Regions from separate parts of the Mus musculus genome. Here region 2 is linked to region 1. A link is a contact called in public Hi-C data. All regions are on one chromosome and are shown on one strand. Each heading gives the region's core, a stretch centred on a gene start, on an enhancer-like site or on the middle of the called end of the contact. The rest is flanking DNA. Distances are from core to core; before and after follow the strand shown.

Region 1 (6,396 bases), core at 1,981-4,480:
GACCCCATCAAATTCAAAACTATCCTAAAAAGTTCCTGAAGCAGTTGTCAAATCAATAAAACGATCATTTAGTCATATTCATTTAGCAATTCCTTCACTAGCTTACTGAAAACTCTTACAGGATCTCCCCCATTTACATACACAGATACACAGACACACACACTCACACCCAGACAGACAGACAGACACATACAGAGACACACAGACAGACAAACACACAGAAACACAGACATATAGACACACACCCAGACATACACAGACATAGACACACAAATACACACAGATGCAGGCAGACATACACAGAGACACATACTCAGACACAGACACACATACACACACCTTTAAATACACCCCAGGAATTCAAAGTCAATCTGCTGGTTCAGTGAACCTTTAGATGTTCAAGTTCTTCAAGAGAGTGCGGAGACTTTCCACTTTGGCACTTCTAAGGATCCCCTGCTTAGAGTTCGTTCTTGCCCCTGATTTCTGTGCTTTGAAGGCTGTGCTATAACCCACTATGCTAGCTGGCTCCCCCTCTGGTGGATAGGAGGAGTGCATTGCCAGAGGAGCACTTCACAAGCCTCACACATGCAGATCATCTGGCCTGTCTGCAGCCCTGGAGAATATCTCTCCACCCTCACCACTCAGCGGGGTTTCTCCTTACAGCTGTGGCATTCTGTGCTCTGGCTGAATACCCTGACACACCCCCTGAATTTTTAAGGCTTTTCTTCTGGATGTTCTTTTGTGACTGTGAGGCTGCAGAGAGAAATTCATCCTTTCTTATTCCTTGTTGACAGAACTCTGACTGAACTCTGTTCAGTGTATCCCTCCTGAAATCCACTCAGCCTCTTCTGCATCCAAAATGGGCACACAGCACTTCAGACAGAGATGTAAAGGGCTCCCTTTCCCAAAGCAAAAAGAAAATGGAGGCAATCAGATGATCATTCAGATTTAGCAATTATTTTATTTGCTTACTGAAAACTCTTACAAGATCTACAGGATCTCTGCCCCTCCTTTTACATACATGCGCACATGCTTGCGCGCGCACACACACACAAACACAGACATATACACACACACACACACAGACACACACACAAACACACAGACACACACACACACACACACACACACACAGAGAGAGACAGACATATACACACACAGACATACACTTTAAATACAGCTGGAGTTCAGAGTCAGTCTGCTGGTTCAGTGTTAGAGTGTCCAGAGTCTCTACTTTAGCACTTCTAAGGATCCCCTGCTGACCCTGGGAGCCCCAATCTCTAGGCTCCCAGAAATGTTCTTTTCAAGGAGACAAACAGAACTGAAACAGGATTTTTGTCCTTTTCCTTCTGATCATTCTAGAAGCAGTTTCATGTGATAAAAATCATGTAACTAAAAGGCAGTAGGTTTGCCTGGCCAGAGAAAGGAGCACTAGCAATAAACCCTTTCACTTAATTAATTCCCTGCTGCTAAACACTGTGTGTTAATTGCCAGATATTAGAGCTTATTAAAGCACAAGTAATACAGAGTTAAATTTTTAGCGTTTAAGCACGGAACAGTAAGAGTTAAGTTTCCCTAGCACTTTTTAAGCATAAAGAGTTATATAAACACAGAGAGTTATAATGTTTAATAAAGCACAGAGTTAAAGAGAAGTCAGTGGTTTTTTTAACCATAGAATAAGTAAGGAAGTTTTTAGAATCTTTAAGAAGTTATCAGCAAGCAATCAGTATAGTTAGAGAGCTAGAGGACCAGAGACCATCAGTCTTTAAAACTACGTGTGGAGACCAGCAGCCTTTAAAGCAATGTCCAATGCTGTGTCCCGCTTCAAGGCCATTCCAGGCCTGGGAAGGTTCCTGGAAAGTGCTTACGATGTCTAACCATTTAATAAGGTCGTTTTTAACCTCTATTTCTGTTGTCTTCAGTAAGCAACTACTGGGCCGCACATGGATTGTTCTGGGTCAGGGGCACGGAAGAGTTCTGTAATTTAAGATTACAGCTATGCATTAATGTGGATGGTAAAAGTTGTTTACAAGGGAAATCCAAGGTGAGTAAGGTTGTTCCATTGTTCTCTTAAAGGTTAAACAAAGCAGGCTGAGCGCACCCACCGTACGATAACAGTCTTCCGTCTCATGTGACCTCAAGGTGTATTACTAACTCTTGCTGTGTGGTCCAGCACAAGTTCCAGTCTCTTTGAATGCAAGGGGTATTTTCATCATGACATATCACTGCAGTCATATTCCCGCAGATGCTAAAAAGGCTAACTAAAACTGTCAGGAAAAGGTTATACAGTGTTTTCCCTCTAAGTGCAGCCTTCTAAGAGGCCCTTTAAATATATGTATTAAGCCAGGGGTAGTAGCTAATGCTTATAATCCCAGTGCTTGAGAGGATGAGGCAGGAGGATTGTCATGAATCTGAGACCAGGCTAGGTGACACAGTAAATTCTAGGCCATCCTGGGCTATAGCGCGAGGCTATGTCCCAAATGAAACCTACCAGACAAGTTATTAAAAATGTAAAAACACATTTTATTATTTTTTTAAAATTTATTTTATGGTTATAGGTATTTTGCCTACATGTATGTCTGTGCACCACTTGCATGCATGGTCCCTATGGAGACCAGAAGAGGATGCCAGATACCCTGCAAATGGAGTTATAGATGGTTGTAAGTTGCTATATGTGTGCTGGAAATTAAACCTAGATCCTCTGCTCTTAACTACTGAGCTGTCTTCAGCCCCTTCAATGAGTAATTGATAGGAATTGTGTGCGTTGGGCAGGGGGATGAGATAAGGATATCAGTTTAAAGAAAAGAAGCCCTGACTCTTTTCTGGTTTTATCATTTTCTTTTCTTTAAAGGGAAAAACAGAGACCAAAGAAAGCCAAGCTGAAGAGGGGGAAGTTATGGGCTCAAGCCTGGCTGAATTCAACCTTGTTGAAAGATAGCATTTACATTAGCCATGCCGTCTGGCTTCCTCTTTCTGGTTCTCTCCCACCTGCCCCACCTCCCCTCTTCTGGTGGACTTGAGGGGAAATACCCCATAGCTTCCTCCTCTGCCCCCCCCACCCCCTTGAATGATCACCCGTTTTTCAAGAGGCTTCTTCCTGAAGCGCTCCTTTGGGTGCCCCTCTCTCTAGTTCCTGTTGTTATTGAGCCCAGAACACAGGCCAAAGCATACTTTCCCTGCAGTTTCCCCAGGCCCCACTCTGTCTGCTGCTGTTGTGATTTGCATATGAAGCCCCACCTCCCCACCCCCTGCAACCAAGGTCCATTCCTTGCAGGTGTAGTCCCATACCAAGATCAGCGCTGAGGCTTTGTGGATGAGACCAGCTCGTGAAGATTCCCAGCTAAGCAATGGATTAACTCACTGATGGATTGTGATTTGAAGGCACTAATGACCTCTCCATAACCATTGACACTAATCAGTCAAACAGCCTTGTAGACTGTTTGGTGATTTTGCCTCTGCTGGAAACCTTCGATAAGTGAAATGCTCTGCGTAACCTTTTGTGCCTGTCTTCTTTCACTTTGCATAACACTTTAAACATTTCAAAGCACCTACTATGTGCATCAAACAGGCAGGGAAGTCTGAAACTGCCACACTCTGGACAGATGTAAAACCAAGCTTGGTAAGAAGGCCTGGCAAAATTGTTTCTACAGTCAGACTCTGAGGTCCTCTGGAGATGTGGAGGCCTTGAGAGTTTCTGTGTAGATATTAGTAGTCCTGTGATCAACAAAGGAATGTTCTTGTGAAAGCTGCTATGGGACACAGCACAGCCCTACAAAGATCGCCATATCCTGAGAGTTAGCCGGGTTCTTCTGTGGGTTACAGGGCAGATGAGGGTTCTCCTCAGCTGACACATCCTTGGGTCTCAGTGCTCCCTCCGCTGACTCCAGCAGCTTCTTCACAGGATTAGTTCCCTCCTGAGGCTCTTGTGGCACTTTAAAATTTTTATGGTAATAGTTCAGTTTCCTTCTAGGGAACCTGTCTATTCCTGGCCTACATCCCTACTTCCAGCCACAGACAGTTCTCAGTCAGCGTCTCAGACTTAACCCGCTTCAGGAACCCTAGGAGTCCTCCTTTTCGGAGGTCATGTTGGACCCATCCTGCCATTCTGACTCCAACTCCAGACCCACATAGATGCTTTTGGGTCTGCATACCCCCACTCACTCCTTCTGCTGCTGGCTTCCTGTCCCTCACCTCAAAGCTGGGTACCATTCAACACTGTCTAGTTGTGAATGGCAGGCATTTGTATTTAATCATCTATTAGTTGTATAAAACAACAAGTTTCATTATTCTCTCTTCCTCTCCTCTTCCTCTTCCTCCTCCTGCTCCTCTTCCTCTCTCCCCCACTCTCTCTGCCTTCAGCTGGGCCCCTTTGAGTGTTTCAGACATCTAGTGGATGGCTGCTTGTGTATACTCAGGTTTATGAAGATGGTACATGAGGAAAAGGGCAGGGGAACTCATGGGAAAATCCAGAAAATAGTTTTTGTTTGATGTGTAAAGAACTTGCCTCTGACCTAGCAAAAACTTTGGCCATCAGGGCTAGGAATGACAAAGCAAACAAAATGTGGCCGCACTGCTTGAGTAGAGATGTTCTTCCTCCACAGACCATTAGTGAGGGGTGAAGGAGCCACAGGATAACTCCCCTCACCGGCTGCTCTGCTCGATGCCTCTGCAGATGGCCTTAATAGGACTGCTGGGTCTATTTCGTTTCTGGGACATGTCTCAGAGCAATGACTTGGAGAAAAGGGAGAATGCCTAACTGGGAAGAGTTGCTTTTAAGTCATGACATGCCAAGACTACCCAGGGATTAGTAACGGAGCCGGCTAATTTTTAAAAGGATCACCTGTGGAGTGTGATCCAACCAACTCAAACCAAGGGAAACAAGGTTCTCCTTAGCCACCTCACCCACCTTGGCCTCAGTAATCTCTTGGCCTCTGTGAAGGGAAGTATGTGGTGGACCCTACCCTGGGTTTAGAGATAATTCTGCTCCTTCCTTCCCTGCTCTGGCTATTGTGTGGGTCAGACATGTCTGAAGGCGCTCTCATGCCTCCACACAGTGTTCTAAGATAGGAGCAGACCTAAATGGAAAGCTGTTGTGCAACTGTAAACAATGTGGTCTCATCCAGACGCAAGAGTCAGAGGTTTGTCTTTAAAAAACCTGAATACATTTCTCTGAATTGTTTGCTGATCCTGAAAACCAGGATACTTCACACACAGTATAGATCTTCAAACCACATCTCTGGAAGGGCCATCCAGCCTTTCTGTTCAATAGCAGCATGATTTAGATTCTGTCCTGTAGCTATGCCTCACTTATGACAGCGACAGCTTCAATCTTGTAGGATTATTGTGAGAATTAAATAACTATACATGCATATATGCAGGCCAAAACCTATGTACATAAAATGGAAACCCTTTAAGCCAGAAAAGGGTGGCACATACCTTTAATCCCAGCACTTGGGAGGCAGAGGCAGGTGGATTTCTGAGTTTGAGGCCAGCCTGGTTTACAAAGTAAGTTCCAGGACACCTGTCTCAAAAACCAAAAAAAAAAAAAAAAAAAGGACATTAATAAGTCACTTAAAGAAACACAGGAGAACACTGCTAAACAGGTAGGAGTCCTTAAAAAGGAAGCACAAAAATCCCTTAAAGAAAAATTCTCAATTACCATAGATGGAGAAACTAAAGTATTCCATGACAAAACCAAATTCACACAATATCTTTCCACGAATCCAGCCCTTCAAAGGATAATAAAGGGAAAACACCAACACAAGGATGGAAACTACGCCCTAGAAAAAGCAAGAAAGTAATCCTTCAACACACCTAAAAGAAGACAGCTGCAAGAACAGAATCCCAACTTTAACAACAAAAATAACAGGAAGCAACAATTGCTTTTCCTTAATATCTCTTAATATCAATGGACTCAATCAAAAGACATATCCTAACAGACTGCCTACATAAACAGGACCCAATATTTTGCTGCTTACAGGAAACACACCTCAGGGAGAAAGACAGACACTACCTCAGAGTAAAAGGCTGGAAAACAATTTTCCAAGCAAATGGTCTGAAGAAACAAGCTGGAGTAGCCATTCTAATATCTAATGAAATCGACTTCCAACCCAAAGTTATCAAAAAAGACAAGGAGGGACACTTCATACTCATCAAAGGTAAAATATTCCAAGAGGAACTCTCAATTCTGAATATCTATGCTCCAAACGCAAGGGCAGCCACATTCATTAAAGAAACTATAGTAAAGCTCAAAGCACACGTTGCACCTCACACAATAATAGTGGGAGACTTCAACACCTGACTCTCATCAATGGACAGATCATGGAAACAGTAACTAAACAGAGACACAGTGAAACTAACAGAAGTTATGAACCAAATGGATTTAACAGATATCTA
Region 2 (6,816 bases), core at 3,584-6,083, 38 kb before region 1:
GCTCTGGTGCCGAGCTCCCTGCCATGACGATGAATGACTAACTCTGAAACCCTAGGTTCTGAACTAAGCGCTTTCTTCTGTAAGATTTGCCTTGGTCATTGATGTCTCTTCACAGCAACAGAACAGTGACTGAGACACAGGTCAACCTGGAGTAAAGTGAGTTATCATCTCAAAACCATAAAAGGATAGTAGAGCAAACCAGATCTGTCAGTCGAGGACTTTCGGGAGCCTGCGCCCCATCCCAGGGAAGTTGTGAGAAGCCAGAGTGCAGCCATTCACATGAGGTGACAGCCAGTGGGCTCTCTTTCCCATGCCTGTCAAAGCTAGAGGAATCTCTCTCAATTCCATGAGAACCACAGGCTCTTAAGACACTCTCTGAGAGATGAACTCTGTAATCAAGTAAATCCGAGAGCACCTGGACCTGGGCAAAATACAGCCTAACAGCTCTTTCCTGCTAGAAGGCAGAGCCTAGCACCTTGTCCCCTGCCTGCTTCCTGCTCCGTTTTCTCGTCGGACAGTATTTAACTTGGGAGAGTGTTAATCTATTATCTGTGGGTGTGCTGTCCAGCAGGCGTTTTGCTCAGGCAGACTGGCTTCAGAGTCTGTGCTCTCAACACAACCTCTGAGGAAGCCCAAGGCCACAATGAGGTGGTGGCGGCATCAGGAATGGAACCCAGGTCTTCAAACCCGACCTTCATTTGTCATAAGTAAACAGACACTAATTTGTATTGAGAACCCATGGGCCTGCTTATTTGTTGTTAAAGATACCTATATCTATACCTATCTACCTGTTTATCCAGAGAGGGACGGGGAGGGGGAGGGGGAGGGGAAGGGGGAGAGGAGAATCTTAATATGTATTGGAACTTGCTATGTACACCAGATCCACCTGCTTCTGCCTCCCAAGTGCTGTGATTAAAGGAATGTACTACCTAATCTGGCAAAAATATTTTTATTTTAATTATGTGTATAAGTGTGTGTCTCTGTGTGTGTTTTGTTTGTGAGTGCAGTGCCCACTGAGGCCAGAAGAGGATGCCACATCCTCTGGGATCCAGAGTTACAGCCAGTTGTGAACTGCCCCAGGGTGGCATAGGTTCTGGGAACCAGTCCTCTGCAAGAACAGTACATAGCATTAACTGCTGAGCCATTTATCTGGTCTGTTTTGTTGTGTTTTAGTCAAGGTCTTGTGTTGCCCAGGATGGCCTTGACTTGAGAACAGTTCTGAACTTCTGACCCTCAGAGGATGGCGTCCGAGTGCTGGGGTCAGAAAAATGCACCACACTTAGTTTCTGTGGTACTGGGGATTAGATCTATGGCTGTGTGTGTGTGCTAAGCAAGCACTCAGCCAACTGAGTCCCTGACTGTTAGCTTTAATATTTCCAAAAGATGTGAAAATAGAAGAGACAAGGCCATGCTGGGAGAAGCTGTGATAGGAGGAAACCACAGGTGGAAAGATCCCCATGCACTCCCCACAGTGATGCTTGGGGCTCTCAAGGGATAGAGAAAGGAAGCAAACAGGACTGTGGTATCCGAGGACAGGGAAGGAAAGCCAGTGGTCAAGGCTACAGCTGAAAAACAGGATGCAAAGCGGGTGGAAAGAGGTTAGGAAGTAAGATGCTGAGGCACAATGAAGAACAAGAGAAGACAAAAAACAAAACAACAAAACACAGGTGTGCACAGGCCTGGTTCTACATACACAGAGCGAATTACAGGTGAGCCACTGAGTGTGGAGACTGCCAACAAGCTCCACGCTGCCCAAGCAGCTTAGTGAAGGACATCACGTTCCCTTAAGACCCCAGGGCTTTACTAAAAATACATGTGCCTGGGCCTACTTAGACCTGTCAATCAGAACCCAGGAGAAGAGCCAAATGGTCTTGCGATGACCCATTTGAGGAAAGGGTTCCGATGCTCACTGTGCGTGGTACAGTTTGAACAGAGGAGCAAAGCCAAGTGGACAGAACACAGATTCTGAATCTGTACATCCCGTCTCTGCCTTCCTCTTCTCATAGGAAGAGCCACACAGCAAGCTCCTGTTGGAGCTCAGCCTCCCCACCTGTAAAATGGAGACTGACCCCCAGGAAGACGTTCCCTTGGTCTGGCTTTACTTTCTCAGATCCCTGTGAACTTGATGCAGAGAGGCTCCCATTGTGAGCTTCACTCCGACACTGAGGCACAATGACAAACAAGAGAAGACAAAAAACAAAACAAAAAACAAAACAAAACAAAAAACAAACAACAACCCCTCCCCCCCCCAAAAAAAAACTATGTCTCTACTTGTGAGTAGAGAGGGATGTCTCAACTGTGTGTGTTCTATTCCCCATGTTTAGGCTTGACCCCTGTGGAACTGGAATGTTGGGATGGCTGTTGTACTTGGCACATAGGCCTTTTAGTTCTGACTTGCATCAGCAACACTGCTGTGCCTACACTAGAGCTAACCCCCCTGAAGACCCTAGATCTGCAGAGATCTGATTGAATAGCACCACCGCACAGCCCTCTGTCTTCCGAGGCCCTGCACAGGCTTGCACCATGTTTAGTTCCCATCCCACCTTCGCTATTGCCAGGTACTTAACTGAGCTTTTGTTTGTAGGCCCATGCACTTAGAGTCCTACAACTTTCCAGCTGACATTCTTAGCTTCAAATGGTAGCATGCGCCATAAGCACTCTGGGTATTTCTGGGGCAGGTGTCTGTAGGGGCATGCCTAGAGAAGCGGTCTGAATCACCCCATCCCCTGTCTACTAGGTACAGGTAGGTACTGGCCCTGTAAATTACGTAAGAGCCTCTATCTGGAGATACGAGTAGTCACTTCAGAATCATGATGACTAGTGAGTGAGTACTTTATCTTCCTAATATGAAAGCAGCACTTGGCAGATATAAATAGCTAAAATAGTACCAAATAGGAAAATAATTTTGAGTTCCACCATCCTGAGGCTCCTCGTTAGAATTCCACATGAATAGTTAATGGCCTGGGGAAAATGCTCACAAAAGAACAATATTGTGAAGCAAACAGGCATAACTCCATGTATACCACAGGTGCCTTCATAGGCCTGCAGGAGAGACCTCCCGCACCATCTCTGCCAGGTGGAGGTTGTGCTCAGCACGCCTTCACCCAGTCTGGCTGGTAAAGCAGTTGGCATGCATGAATGGAATGTCTTTGGTAGCTCATCTGGTCAACTGGGAGTTTCCACAACTCATTTTATTCTATCATTCTTTGGACCCAGGCCAACTACCTCAGAAGAAACAAAACAAAACAAAACAAAAACAAAAAAGCCAACACCCTTTGCATCTACAGGAAAACCTAGACACCTCTCTCAAGCAATCTCTCCTTTTCTTATGCTAGAAATGTGCAGGCTGAGACCAAGGAGAGAAGGCTGGGGGCATCTGAACCACTTAGCAAGGGAGATGGAAACAGGAGGGGACAGGAGGGGACAGAAGCAGGGAGGAGCAGGGAGGCCCAGTGATGTCCTGGAGACAATGCCACCTGTGGGAGGAGAGGCAGCTGCCTGGGAGAGTTGGGAAGCAGGAACAGGAGGCAGCTGTCAGGACAGACTGCAGGGTGTCCTCACTCATAAGGAATGATTCATTCCACTTCCTACCGAGTTCAAAACTCCTGTTCCCCCTGCCCTTCCTCACTTCTGTATTTTGGCTAAAGAAAAGGATTTGAAATCAGCACACCCAGACTTAGGAAAAGGGACCGCAGCTTTCAGTTGGCAGGTTCTGCGGTGAGGTATGCAAGGGCAGAACCCTATCGAGTTCCCACTGGAGATAAATCTGCCTCTATGGCAGTTTATCGAGGCTTTATGCAGGGCGGCACCTCACAGAGGAGGGACCGTAGCCAAGAAAAGAACCATTCTCAAGACTTGATTTTTTTTTTGTTTTTTGTTTTCCTTTTATTTGTGGTTAAATTTAAAGAAAAGTGCCTTCGTTTTTAACCAGACACCAGAAAAGGATGGAGGCCTGTGTGGTGCTGCTGACTGCCTGGAGACCTTTGTTAAGGGTTTCCCATCCATTTCCTGTACTAATGGATCTGCAGGAGGTGGGACGCCTCTCCACCAAACAGCCTGGCTAGACTTCCTGTCGTACATTCAGACACCTTTGTGACATGAAGAAACAGAGGATTTCCTCAGAGAGCAGAGTCTTGCAAGCTGTCATTCTCTGTCTAAGAGGAACCTCACCAGGAAAACACGTCTGTTGAAAGCCCTACTTTCGGATTCATAGGAAAGATTGGGAGGTGGGGGAGTAACTGGGTCCATGTTAAAGAAACAGTTCCAGGAACCTGCCCAGGACAGGCCGAGCCGGGGGTGGGGGTGGGGGTGGGGGTGGGCGGGGGGAGTGTACTCAGGGGCTGAACCCTGCGGGACCACCCTTGGAGGAAACCTTTCCGGAATGCCCTAAATCTGGTTAGAGCCCGGGAAGGGACCGCGGACAGCTGTCCTTGCTCTCCAACCCACCTGCAGCGTCCCAGCTGGGGCTGGCCTGGCTGTAGTGACTGACTCCTACCTAACAGAGAGGGACAAACTTCCAGAGCCACAGCTAGCTTTTCCTGCCGCGCTCCCCAGCCCTACTCCTGCTGTGACAGCGGCGATGACACATTCCCCCCCACCCCACCCCGGGGTCGAGAGCTGCGAGGATCTCCAGGGTACCGCCCAGCCCGTCCACCTTCGTCCCCTCCGCTGCACAGCGCAGACTCACCGGCATGGTGAGCACACTAGACGGCCGCCCGGGTCGCGTCTGTCCGCTCGCTGCTCGGGACTCAGCCCGGGACTCTACTCAGGACTCTACTTGGGACTCGACTAGGATTGCGGCTGCTACCGCGCCCTGGCCACGCGAGTCACGTGGCCCGGTGAGGTGGCGCGCGGGCGCCTGGGAGTTGTGGTCCTCACTCGCGCGCCACCTCACGGCCCAGGCCACGCCAACCGCGGGGGACCCACGCGCACAACCCCTGAGTTGTGCGACATCTCCGAAATCCCCAGCGGCCCAGGCAACCTGTAATTGACCTTGCCTTGGCAATTAGCATGAAAATGTTTATTACTTTTTGATCAGATATCTCGTTAAGCTTAACACATGTTGAGTGCAAAATTAAAAGGTTCATCCCAGGAACACAAAAACAACAAATTAGGAGTGCATTAAATCAACTACGCCCTAGACGCTCCCTGTCGCCACTTTATCTTCTACAATCTGATGAGCACACAGCAGTGCACAGTTGTAATTTTCTTTCTGTGTACATTCTCACAATGATTACGTTTCTATATTGCACAAGGTTTTCATCTTCCTTGTAGGTAATTTAAAAAATCTTAGTTTATTTGGGCTACATTAACAAACTATAATAGACTGCGGGCTTATAAACCATGGACATTTGTTTCTCACAGTCCCGAAGTCCAAGGTCGGGGCTCAGATTCCATTACACCCCAGGGCTGCTTTCGGCTTACGGACTGCTTTTTTCTCATTCTCCCTCACACGCACTAGGCTGTATTTGTTTTCTTACTAGGTTGATAAACTTTTTCTCTCGTTAGTATTTCCATTGCTTTTTTTTTTTTTTTTTTTTTTTTTTTTTTTTTTTTTGGTGTGTGTGTGTGTGTATTGTCTTTTCATCTCACTGATTTAATTTTATCAGGAATATATATCAAACTTTTAACATTAATTCTTTCCCTAACATCAAGAATCTTTCATATACGTTCTTAAACACACTTGGCAATCCTTTGCCAACCAATCTGCCCATATGTTCCCCTCAAAGAACTCTGACCAAGGGTTAGCTGAGACACTGAGACTGGAGTCGGACATCTCAGCTCAAATCCTGAGTTCTGGAGTATTAGCCATGAGGCCTCAGATAAACAGCTTTATACATCTAAGGCTCAGCTTCCTGATCAGATTTAAAAATAAATATATACTAGAGTCTATGTCACATAGGTGTTGAAAGACTTAGATGAAAACACAGGTTGAATTCTCAGCATTAAACCTGGCAGTGGAGCCTTGTGTGATAAATGGAAGCCATTGTCATGATTAACAGCAAATATTTCCACCCTGTGAGAGAGCCACCTGCAAAAGGTTAAGCTCAGGGTCACACAGAGTTTGGCCAAAGCTAAGGGGAGTTGTACAGCCTCAGAGAAAACATATCTGCAGGACTCACAGGAGGGTAAAAATCTATCTAACCTCAGTGGCTAATGGGCTAGGCCTTTTGAAGCCTCTGGAACCCAAAAGCAATGGAGGGAGTTGGAAATTTGGGGCTACTTTTTATTGCTTTATGCCTCCCACAGTAGCAGCCATGAGTAGGCTCTTGTGCCAATGCATGCCCCTTCCCCCTTATTACCCATGGAAAGATTAGCAACTTAGCCTCATTCATTCGAAGGTTTTCGTTGGCTTTGCCCCAATCTGATGACCTTCACACTTAGTTCTAGCTTCCTTGTGGATATTATGGTTACAGCTTTTAATCCTGTATTCAAGAGCAGCTGGTTACTCATAATCCACCAAAGACTGACTGCCCTTTCCCTGGCTCCCAGGAAAAGGAACTGGACTCAGATACAGAATTCTAGACCTTAACATTACACCAGAGCTATCCACACTGGGGTCTGTGTCAGGATTCTTTCTTTCTGGATTCTTTTTAGACAGCCTGTGGACTCACTTCACTCCCCTATCTCCACAGCATAGATCTGGATCCTGAGACAAAATCTAGGCAGGAAAGGCGGCGGCATCCCGGAGAGAAGCATAGGGCCCTATTAACTGAGCACCGAGGTTACTCAGCTAGTAGTGGGGCAAATCCGACTAGCCATTATGTATTAATCTATCCTGCTCCTTAAAAAGCATTTCAGGCAGCCTAGAGATGG

The links. A called contact is a pair of places that touch in the nucleus more often than the background predicts.
Region 2: a Hi-C map of embryonic stem cells shows a contact between it and region 1, with 1.7 times the contacts expected there. The contact joins the promoter of Slc31a2 here to the enhancer-like site in region 1. A contact is called at or near these places in 1 of 484 Hi-C or Micro-C datasets (embryonic stem cells), 4 of 115 datasets of contacts at active chromatin or transcription factors (all in embryonic stem cells) and 2 of 9 other capture datasets (adipose tissue and liver).

Annotation. Positions count from the first base shown.
Region 1 is chr4:62,245,240-62,251,635 of GRCm38.p6, reverse strand. No RefSeq gene overlaps it. Among named protein-coding and RNA genes, the nearest start is that of Gm23148, 16 kb to the left of the region's middle. Within about 2 kb of position 3,230, at least 16 of the 459 cell types and tissues checked have an H3K27ac peak or open chromatin away from gene starts, as enhancers often do. A contact at or near this core is called in embryonic stem cells, where this site is marked.
Region 2 is chr4:62,284,446-62,291,261 of GRCm38.p6, reverse strand. Slc31a2 (solute carrier family 31, member 2) reads right to left here and starts at 4,833. Exons shown (of 4, transcript NM_025286.3): 1 at 4,688-4,833. The coding sequence starts at 4,693.